Linked DNA regions of Zea mays: region 1 is linked to region 2. Evidence: chromatin contacts called from public Hi-C data. All regions are on one chromosome and are shown on one strand. The core of a region is the stretch at or near the end of the contact, and the rest is flanking DNA. Distances in the headings are between cores, read along the strand shown.

Region 1 (5,354 bases), core at 2,718-5,217, 240 kb after region 2:
CTCATCAGGTCCGACGATCCCGAGTGGTTCTTCTTCGCGCCCCTAGACCGCAAGTACCCTGGAGGCCACCGCTCCAACCGCTCCACCGCAGCCGGGTACTGGAAGGCCACGGGCAAGGACCGCCTCATCCGCTCGCGCCCAGCAGGCACCCTCATCGGCGTCAAGAAGACGCTCGTCTTCCACAGAGGCAGGGCACCCCGAGGACACCGCACCGCCTGGATCATGCACGAGTACCGTACGGCCGAGCCCCAGCTCCCACAAGGCCAAAACGTTTGTTGCTCCCGCTACCCATTTCGATTTGGCTGCTACTGCCCCCAGGCCTGATTACAATCATCTCTTGTTTCTTTCTACTCTATCACCAGGGTAGCTTCGTGCTCTACCGCCTATTCAACAAGAACGAGGAGGAATCCGAAGCCTCAGACGCTGCCGATTCACCGTCCACGTCGTCTCCGCCCATCGCGCCGGAGGTGAAAACTGAGAATTTGAGCCAACCGACTTCTGCCAAAATGTCTCCCCATATTGCAACTGTCAGTAGCAATGAGCCAACGTCTAATCAGGTGCAGTAGAGTATCCTTGGATTGGTCTAAGTTAACATCTCATTTCAATGAATGCACGCTGCACATTGATTCATGGTGTAACTGTAACCTATAGCAGGGAGACGTTAATCTTCTGGATGTGTTAACCCAGCTTCCAGACCTACATCCTGAGCAAGCATTCGATGGATTCCCTACCATCACCTCTCCTATGCGCCCTTACACTGATCATCCATTTTTTGGCAATGCTGGCGACCAAGATCTTTCAGCGTATATAGACAGTATCATCTCTCATCAGGATCTGGAAGGCTTGTTGGCCAGCCCTTCTTTGGCTGACATGGTTGAGCAGGCTACTGTAAATGTTGAGCCCCACCCTATTAATGTACCCGTTCTAGACAACAGCTCAAACAGCAACAGATTGGCTGAAAACAGCCGTGGAAAAGTTGGTTCTGAAACGTTGCTCCTAATCAAGGTTAGGATCATTTTGTCCTCACTTTATCCATCCTGGGATTCATATTTCAACATAATTCCTAGTTTTCTTCCCAATCAAAGGGTACAGATGGCACAGGTGCTGCTGCTTGCTCTTCTTCTGCAACCAAAATACTCCAAGACAATACTGATGATCACACAGGAGCTCAAAGTAACTTGGCTTCCAGTGCATCAGCTCAAGTGTCTCACTTTTACAACCAATATGAACTCCAATCGGCATTCGTCCCTGAAATGGAACCACCAAATAGTGGAACCTTGTGCTCTGCAGCCTCCCCGACTCCCCATCCCCAGCACTTGTTCAACGGTGTGGTAGCTTCAGATGTCTTCAATGGAATCCAAGGATGGCCAGCGGAACCTTTGACGGATCCACACCAAGGGAATGCACCAAGAAGGATCCGCCTTGCGCACTCTATTCAGAGGGCATCAGTCACTGAGCCTGTACTAACTTCTGATGTGGAGGATGAAGATGAACCGGGAATATGTTATAGCGCAGACAGTTCATCCGCCAGCAATACCGAGGATTATGCCAATGTGTTCTCCCAAACTATGGTTCGACTCTACCTTCTCATAACTCCATTTGCTGACGCTAGTACTAACTGGATTAATATGGTCTTGACCAGGCTGGAGAAACAATGCGTATTCAACGTGGAGGGGTGATATCTACTCAAGTAGTTTCGTCAACAGAAAAGCTACAAGATTTCACATTTGATGGTAGTATATTGCAATTTCCGTTTAAATGGCTCTACTGCTCTCTGAAGTTAGTATATAATATTAGTTATAAAAAAAATACTTATGGTTAAGGTAGCAAGAAAAAAATGTTTCAGCAAATTGCAAAAGCTGTAGCTCCTATCATTGGATTATTACATAACTTTGGCATTGGGGTCACTTGTGTTATGTGACGTTTCAGTTGGATTGTAGAGTTAAAAGTTAGCTTTTATGCTGTAAAACCGGACCTTATTATCCATATAATATATGTTGGACCGATGCATGGCTGCTCTGTATCTGAGGTTTTGGTACTTTTGTTGTGCAGAAGGTACACTGCTACATGGTGAGCTGCATCATGGAGGCAATCTCAGGCAGCGGCGCACGGAGGAGACGAGGCAGGATGTTCGTGATGGCATGCAGCACAGCGTCCATGTGACTAGAGTGGCAGTGCCATCCTTGAGAAGGAAAGGAGAGGCTGCACAGATTGGTTCAGTGGTGCGGTTGCTCCTTTTGGTTCTCCTCCTCGTCGTCATCTTTGTATTTGTAGGATTATGGAAATGTAGCTCGTTCAGATTGTTGCATTAGCAGCTACTATTTGTGATTCAGGGGTATCAGTGCATTAGTAGCTAGTTTGCCTGGTTGTCTGATCTCGTGAAGGAGCAGGGGAAAGTTTATGCAGGATTCACAATGCTCCTCTTGTCTGGCTTGACATAGAAATCTAAAAGTTGTGACTTGTGAGGCAACCTGTTGCCTTGTTCATATAATAATAGAATGAAACTTGTGTTGCAAGGTGTGAGTGTTCCACATATTTATTCAGTTATTATCATGTCATATTGTCATGTTCATACCCCATGGAAATCTCTGCTGCTGCTACATCATGTCATGCTTGCTTGTTCGCAGCTCAGGAGGCCCGCAAATCAACACCAGCAAGCTCATCCATCATCAGTAGAAAATCAACACAAAAATAGCAGAACCAAATATTCATTCCCAGCAGTCATCTTTCGTCTTACTATTATTATTATTAGTACAATAGGATAGGAGTACACGGTACTATGAAGTAGTGACCACAACAACATATGTCATCCAATTCATTCAGCAGCTACCGCTTCTTCCTCTTCTTCTCGTCTTGGGATTTCTCCTGTGCATTCTTCATCTGCAAAATCAACCAAGGAATCAACCATACCAATCATTTCCTGAGACAGCATGCCCACTCACTCACTCACTCACCATGATGACAAGGATTCGAACAAGAACCGCAACAAAGTCGGTGAAGAGAGTCAGCGCGTGCTTGATGTAGTCCATGTCCCCACGGTGCGCCCTCTCGATGATCTCCTGGGTGTCAAACACCATATATCCCAGGAAAACCAGGAGGCCAAAGTAGAGCTGCAGCTAGTAGTCGGTCAGCTTGGTTGCATGCTTTCTTATTACAGCTTCAGATTTGTTCCCATCACCTCAAACATGAAGGTCGCGCTGGTGTGGCCAAAGATTGAAGTAGCAAACTGCAGCCAGAGAAGAATGGAGAGGCCAGATGAAAGCAGACCGCCGAGGTACAGGTATTCCCTGCGCTTGGCGATGATGGCAGCGCCAGAGAAGCATGCAAAAGCAACTGCGGTCCCGACGAACGCAGTGACGAGAATCCTGGTACATGAGATGCAGTTTCATCAACAAAGCAGACCACAGCTCATCATTCTTGTGTAATGTAATGGATGAGTGACGACGATTGACCTCGAATCCAAGTCAATAACAAGGTCGACGAGCGGACCAACGGACGCGCCTTGAAGGAGCGCGGCAGACATGAGCAGCGCCAAGCGGTTCCTCTCCTGGTCCCGTGAAGCGGGCAGGGAGATGAGGAAGGCGATGGAGGCCACGCATCCCACGGTCGTGAGGGCGCCTCCGACGTTGAGGAGGATGTGGAGGTACGCGCCGAGTGCAGAGAAGGCCAGCGCGGAGCATAGGGTGAGGTACACCTGCAGTCGGGAACGGGATCAGCTAAAGCCAAGCGTGAGAAGAGAGCCGGGATTGGAGAAGGAGACGAGGGGCTTGCATGTTTGAGGTGGGACTGCACAGCGGGTGAGATGTGACCCAGACGCTTGAGCGATTCGAAGCCGCTGCCGCCCGCCCTCCTCCTCCGCTGCGATTGGCCGAACAGAGACTCCATCGCAGGCGCCACCGACTGATGCCGCAAACTGGAAAGCAAGCGGAAAGAAACCCTAATTTGGAGAATTGCTTGCTACTCAGTCGGGTCGGGAGGTGGACGAAGACGAGCACGACTATGGAAAAGTCGTTGGTCCTGGCCACCCGGCCCACTCTTTGCTTTCAGGCTTGGCCCAACATCACACTTTCCACTACGGCTTATTTGTATATTCATATATCAATACTAGGTGAGTGACCCTACGTTGCAACGGAAACATATAATACCGTAACAACTCATGTATAAATGTGTGTTATACTGTTATGAGAAAATATTTTGTAATTAATTTGTGATCCTAGCCATACATAAATTTGTTATTTTAGTCTAGCTATTTTATCACTACATTGCAACAAACAAGACTTGTGAGTATGCGATGGCACACAAGTTATTCGATAAGTGCACATGAAACAAAACAATGCATATATTCTGCCATGGAGTAGACAAGAAGAAATGACATCTATTTTTGTGTATGCATTTCCTGCTTTCTTGGTGTTTTGCGCCCATTGCATCTGCCCTCCAGTGCTTCCCTGCAAAGGAGTTTTCAGCGATCAAGAGGATGTATATGTGATTCAAATAAGTTAGAAGAAATTTCTGAAACAAATCTGTCGGGGACCATAATTAGGGGTACCCTCAAGACGCCTAATTCTCAGCTGGTAACCCCCATCAGCATAAAGCTGCAAAGGCCTGATGGGCACGATTAAGTCAGGGATCAGTCCACACGAGTGACTCGATCACGCTTCACCCGAGCCTAGCCTCGGCCGAAGGCAGCCGACCTCGAGAGACTTCCGTCTCGCCCGAGGCCCCCTTTTTATGGCGGACACATCACCGGCTTGCCCAAGGCCTTGGCTTCGCTCAGAAGCAACCTTGACTAAATCACCACACCGACTGACCAAATTGCAGGGGCATTTAACGCAAAGGTGGCCTGACACCTCTATCCTGACACGCGCCCCCGGCAGAGCCGAGGTGACCGCCGTCACTCCACCGCTCCACTGGCCAGTCTGACAGAAGGACAGCGCCGCCTGCGCCACTCCGACTGCAGTGCCACTCGACAGAGTGAGTCTGACAGGCAATTAGGCCTTGCCAAAGGCGCCACGGCGAACTCCGCTCCGCCCGACCCCAGGGCTCGGACTCGGGCTAGGACCCGGAAGACGGCGAACTCTGCTCCGCCCGACCCCAGGGCTCGGACTCGGGCTAGGACCCGGAAGACGGCGAACTCCGCTCCGCCCGACCCCAGGGCTCGGACTCGGGCTAAGACCCGGAAGACGGCGAACTCCGCTCCGCCCGACCCCAGGGCTCGGACTCGGGCTAAGACCCGGAAGACGGCGAACTCCGCTCCGCCCGACCCCAGGGCTCGGACTCGGGCTAGGACCCGGAAGACGGCGAACTCCGCTCCGCCCGACCCCAGGGCTCGGACTCGGGCTAAGACCCGGAAGACG
Region 2 (5,849 bases), core at 2,168-4,667:
TGTCCTGTTCGCGTCGCTTTCAGTGTTCCGGCAGTGCCACTCCATGCCCTTCCTGCCTTTATTATTGGGATCAAAGCGAAAAGCAAATGGGTTGCCCCATCGCTGTTGCATTCAGCAGCGCTTACCTTTCTTCTTTGTGGAAATGATGCACATGTTCACTATCTATCTTCCCAGGGTTATTTATCACAACCGAGTGCGGAAGGCTGCTGGTTTCACCCGGCGAGATCGTCGTGATCCCTCAAGGTCTCCGATTTGCTGTCGACTTGCCGGATGGCCCCTCGCGTGGCTATGTCTCTGAGATCTTCGGCGCCCATTTTCAGCTCCCTGATCTTGGCCCAATTGGTAATAATAAATTGTTTTGTCACACCGAGAACCCATACTTACCTAAACTGTGTGTGTGTGTGCAGGTGCCAATGGCTTGGCTTCGCCGAGGGATTTCCTTTCCCCGACAGCATGGTTTGAGCAGGAGCACCACCCTGGATACACAATAGTGCACAAGTATGGTGGCGAGCTGTTCAGCGCCACGCAGGATTTCTCTCCATTCAACGTGGTCGCGTGGCATGGGAATTATGTCCCTTACAAGGTGTGTTGTATGCCATTGTACACCTGTCTGCCATTGAGATGTGTGTCGCTGTTCACTCCACCCCCTTCTCTTTCAGTATGATCTGAGTAAGTTCTGTCCATTCAACACCGTCCTCTTGGATCATGGCGACCCGTCAGTGAACACAGGTGGGTGTCAGGATTGGGTTTTCTGTTCATTCCGCTGCTGCATCTTGAGGACTAATTAACCCAACAAATATTGATTCGCAGTTCTAACTGCGCCAACTGATAAGCCTGGCGTCGCGTTGCTTGATTTTGTAATATTCCCACCCAGATGGCTGGTTGCTGAGAATACATTCCGCCCACCCTACTACCACCGCAACTGCATGAGCGAATTCATGGGCCTCATCTATGGGATGTACGAGGTATCTATCTATCTATCTATCTATCTATCTATCTTATCTATCTATCTCTCTGGCAGTGGCAGCAGTCATGTGAAGAGATGTAAAGACGATGCACATCTGCAGGCTAAGGCCGATGGTTTTCTTCCTGGTGGCGCCAGCCTTCACAGCTGCATGACACCGCATGGGCCAGACACCAAGACGTACGAGGCAACGATCAGCCGTGCTGCTGCCAACGAGCCATCCAGGCTCAGTGGTACGTTGGCGTTCATGTTTGAGTCTTGGCTTATCCCTCGCGTGTGCCCATGGGCTCTGGATTCCCCGTGTCGGGACCTCGACTACTACCAGTGCTGGATCGGATTGAAGTCACACTTTTCACCTCCTGCTGCTGCTGTTGATGATGAGAACGAGTAGCTGCTTACAGCAGCAGTCTTGGAACGGACAGGCAGCGAACTGAAACTGGGGTGGATATGCTGTACGTCGTGTCCTGCTTGCTGTCGGTTTCTGAAGCTTTTAGCTGGCAGGGACAGGCGGCTGTTGGCTTTGCTGATTGCCCAACCCTCTCCTGTAATATTAATCCTACCAGAGAAACTTAAACTTGACTCAACCGATATGCTATTAAATAAATAAAGCAAGCAAGTTAGGATACGAGTTACCAGAGTTGTCACGGTTCCAGCAACCCGTAGCCAGTGCTGTCACGTATCAGTGAGTACGTGATTGCGACAAAAACACACACACATGTTAATATGTATTTTTGTTAGTCACAATAATCGTGTGTTGTTATTAATCACCAGAACTGTAGAGGACCTAGATGGTTTCATACGCATCACACTCAACTTGTTAGTCACAATATTTGACACAATGACGACTATAAAGGACCTAGATGATTTCATTACAACTCATCCTTTCTTGCTCTCTTTTTCCATTCTAAATGCTGAATTAGGAAGAGCCTTTGTCTAATGAGAAATTTAAAATTTGTTAGTCGATATAATTAGTAGCCTCATTAATATATCGAGAGTAGCTTATGTGTATCAATCATTCTCATTACCCGAGAAATTTGGAATTTTGCCATTATGAAAACTGGACTTCGCTGGATTGCCATTAAATTTGTGGGTTTCGTTCAAGTGCCATTATCAACTAAGACACATACGCTGAAATGCCTTTTGGCTATTTAACAAAAAGAAAAACCAATTTAATTGGGTTAGAGAGGGCGCACGGACTCATTTGCCCTTCTCTTCTTCGTTTCGTCGCTCCGCTCAGCCATCCGGTACTTGACCGGCGTGGAGGGGCGCAGGAGTGCCATAGCGCGGCGCCGGATCTAGGCGAGCTTATTGAGGAGCGTGGTGGCCATGGTGGAGAGCTGGTCGAACTCGCGGTTGGCGGCGGCAATCCGGTACTTGGCCGGCGCGGAGCCCGTGAGCGTGGCATCGCACCCGATCCCAGCCTGACCCGTGAATGGCAGCAGCGCGCGCCGCCACATAGCCGCGCATGAGGCGCAGCGCGAGCACGGACGTCGCGCCGTACAGGATGCTGCACGCCTCCAGCGGGTCCCGCGCGGCCGGGTCCCCGCCCTCGCCCTTGCGCCGCGCCATCCCCGCCGCGACGTCATGCGCCGAGGCCCTGCTCGCGGCCGCCAGGTCCGCCGCCATCAGAAGGTGGCCATGCCGGCCATGCCGGTCCGCGGAGGCGGCGCCCGGCACGGACCCCAGTTGCAACGCGCAGAAGGCCACGTCCACGAAGTCGCGGATCGTGTCGCACGAGCCGGGCAAGTACCAGATGGCTGAGCGGAGCGGCGAAGCAGAGAAACGGAGAAGAGAAGGGCAAATGAGTCCGTGCGCCCTCTCTGACCCAATTAAATTGGTTTTTCTTTTTATTAAATAGCCATAAGGCATTTCAGCGTATGTGCCTTGGTTGATAATGGCACTTGAACGAAACCCACAAATTTAATGGCAATCCAGCGAAGTCCAGTTTTCATAATGGCAAAATTCCAAATTTCTCCTCATTACCCTTAGGTAGGTCAAGAGAGAGTTTTTTTTACTCTTGGTGAAATGCATCACTTAGATAGTTTGGCGACATATAAATTAATTTATTTATGAGAAATGCATATGGATAGGGGAGAGTAGGGTAGCATTCCTAGAGTTGGGGAGATTAGAATGTTGTGACGTCGGCGTCACTGACAGGTGGGACCTACTTGGGTTTGTCTGGGCCCGCCACTTGCATGCTCATGGAGCAGCGGAGGAGTGGAAGGCGCACGTGACGTGAGGATGAGAGGAGCGCGGGCGGTCCAGTACAGGGCCAGGCTCACACCAATCATCGCACCTGTCATGTCGCAATCCACCAATGGATTTCTTTCTCTCCTTTTTCTTTCTTATTTTATTTGTTCTACTCATCATCAGAGTATATTATTACTTATTATTCTGCCTGCCGTATATAGTATATATAATTAATACGTATATTAAACGAGAAAAAACAGTTTTTGTACGTGTAGCGGCTGCCGTGGAGGGAGGGAGAGCAGCATCCTCCTCCGCTTTCTTCCTTCTTTCTCCTTGTGTGTTGTGTTGGGGTGTCTCTCCCCTTTATAAAACCCAACTACGACTAGGGAAACGAAAGGAAAGGAAAGGAAAGGAATGCAAGGAAGGAGAGACACAATCGGCGGCAACAGCGATTGATTTCGTCCGCCGCACCTCTCCTCTCTCTCCGCCGCCGTCGCCGCCGCCAACAAGGGCGAAACCTTCCGATTTCTTCCACTTCTGCTGTTAGGGTTCCGCCTCCACCTGCTCTGCTCTGGTGAGTTGTTATCTTCCCTCCGTTTCTCTTTCTTCTCTTTTTCCCCCCTTTCTGGTGATGATGCATGCACACATGATGAGATTGCTCTGCCGATTGTCAGTCCTCTCTCCCTCAGCCGCAACCGCAACCCCGCCAAGGGACAACGCAAATCCTTCCTCTTATCAGCTTCAGTCACTACTACACCTACCTGTACCACACTGTTCGTCCTCCTCGGTTCTTTTGCTCCTAATCCTTGCCACTACCCGATCTATCCCTTCACTTCCGCCGCGCACCTGCATGTGCCTTTGTGTTTATGTCTAGATTCATCGCACCGGACCCATCTTGTGCGATTGGATTCGATTGCTTCCGTATTCCTCATCGCTATTTCTGGGTCAAACTCCTTGTTGCGTCTATCCAAATCCTTTCTTGCATGTTTGACTATCCCTCCCGTGCCAAACCCAAACAAAATAATAATAATAAAACCCCTTTCGCCCCCCATTCACCTTAGTTCAAACTTCGTCTCAATACCCTTCTATCAGATTCTTGTGCGCACGACCCAACCCAAATGAGTAAATGACAGACGACGACATATGCTCAACCCTTTCTGTGCAGGTATCTTCTGCGCAATGCCAATGCTGTAATGGATCGATCGTCAGATTCTTCCAATCCACCAGGTTCATGTTCCACGACAATCACGCTGTATTTCTCAATGCGGTTGCTCTAACTTTGTAACATTGTACCAGGTCTTGCCGTGCCTGCCGCCTCAAAGCCACCACAGATGGCCGCAAATAACAACCCTTGGAGGGCCCCTCTGCCACCGCTGCTCAATGCTCGCGCTGGTTTTGGTGGCGATACAAGCCTCTTCTCAACCTCGCTGCCGGTTCTTCCTCATGAAAAGTGTATGTGTTCTGCTTTTCATCGTCATAAATTAATAATGCACTTGAGCCATACCAAGTTTCTAGCCAAATGCTCATGTGCGGAGAGCGCGACAACTTTACTGCCCTATCGAGTATCTTTGCTCATGGATGAACACGATTTTCTGCCTATGAGAAATTGACCAGTGGATGCCTATTGAGTATATTTGCTCATGGGTCAACATGATTTTCTGCCTATGGGAAATTGACCAGTGGATGCCTATTGAGTATCTTTGCACATGGGTAAACATGATTTTCTGGCTATTGGAAATTGACCGATGGGTGCCAGGGAGTGGTAAATTAAATGTGCGAGAGGGAGCAGATGATCTTAGGGCGATTAATTCCTATATAATAAATTGTTCTGTAGTCACGCCCCCGTTTCTTTTTCCTTTCGATTTATTGCAAATTCGATGCATCAGAAGTCTCACAAATCTACCATTTTGAATATTAGTACATGTTGACAATGTTTTTTTATATTTCTGATGACATCTCCAGCCATTTCTTTCAGTGATCTTTGCTGATTCTTCTCATGGTACCCCACCAATGGATGACACTTTGACCAAAATGAAAGTCCTGGCTAATGATCCTGATGAGAAGGACTACAAATTTGATTTTGATCTTCGGCAGATAGATGACTTGTTGCCAGATGAAGATGAGTTTTTCGCGGGGATCACTGATGAGACTGAGCCCGTTGCGCAGACAAATACCACGGAGGAATTGGAGGAGTTTGATGTGTTTGGCAATGGAGGGGGCATGGAGCTGGACATTGACCCTGTGGAGAGCATCACAGTTGGTTTTGCAAATTCAAGTATTGTCGACGGGGCTAGATGCAATAGCATCAACCCTTTTGGTGTCCCAAGCACTGTAGGAACTGTGGCTGGGGAGCACCCGTTTGGAGAGCACCCTTCGAGGACCTTGTTTGTAAGGAACATCAATAGCAATGTCGAGGACTCTGAACTGCGATCTTTGTTTGAGGTATCAACTGCAGTGATTGTAAATATCTTCATAACATTTATGATTATGATTTTGACCCCTTCATGTATTTCTCTGTTACTGAAAAGTTGAATCTCGTTGTGGTCTATTGTTATTTCAGCAATATGGGGACATCCGGACCCTTTACACTGCAACAAAGCACAGGGGCTTTGTAATGATATCTTATTTTGATATCAGAGCTGCACGGAATGCAATGCGCGCATTGCAGAACAAACCTCTGAGGAGGAGAAAGCTG

What was found. A called contact is a pair of places that touch in the nucleus more often than the background predicts.
Region 1: a Hi-C map of ear shows a contact between it and region 2, with 3 times the contacts expected there. The contact joins the promoter of LOC100283057 here to the promoter of LOC103638194 in region 2. A contact is called at or near these places in 3 of 25 Hi-C or Micro-C datasets (ear, leaf mesophyll and tassel) and 2 of 3 datasets of contacts at active chromatin or transcription factors (leaf and seedling).

Annotation. Positions count from the first base shown.
Region 1 is chr9:30,849,629-30,854,982 of Zm-B73-REFERENCE-NAM-5.0, forward strand. It overlaps LOC100283057, which reads right to left and starts at 3,968. Exons shown (of 5, transcript NM_001371897.1): 1 at 3,772-3,968; 2 at 3,453-3,694; 3 at 3,179-3,365; 4 at 2,955-3,110; 5 at 2,693-2,880. The coding sequence starts at 3,885. The coding sequence ends at 2,827. LOC100383571 reads left to right here. Exons shown (of 6, transcript NM_001176219.1): 1 at 1-270; 2 at 363-557; 3 at 652-1,005; 4 at 1,086-1,571; 5 at 1,643-1,733; 6 at 2,053-2,514. The coding sequence ends at 2,312.
Region 2 is chr9:30,610,053-30,615,901 of Zm-B73-REFERENCE-NAM-5.0, forward strand. It overlaps LOC103638194 (protein MEI2-like 2), which reads left to right and starts at 3,418. Exons shown (of 13, transcript XM_008661186.3): 1 at 3,418-3,728; 2 at 4,320-4,381; 3 at 4,451-4,606; 4 at 5,130-5,596; 5 at 5,715-5,849. The coding sequence starts at 4,348. It overlaps LOC100192757, which reads left to right. Exons shown (of 8, transcript NM_001137955.3): 4 at 175-342; 5 at 408-583; 6 at 660-729; 7 at 811-965; 8 at 1,068-1,586. The coding sequence ends at 1,355. It also overlaps the pseudogene LOC103639860.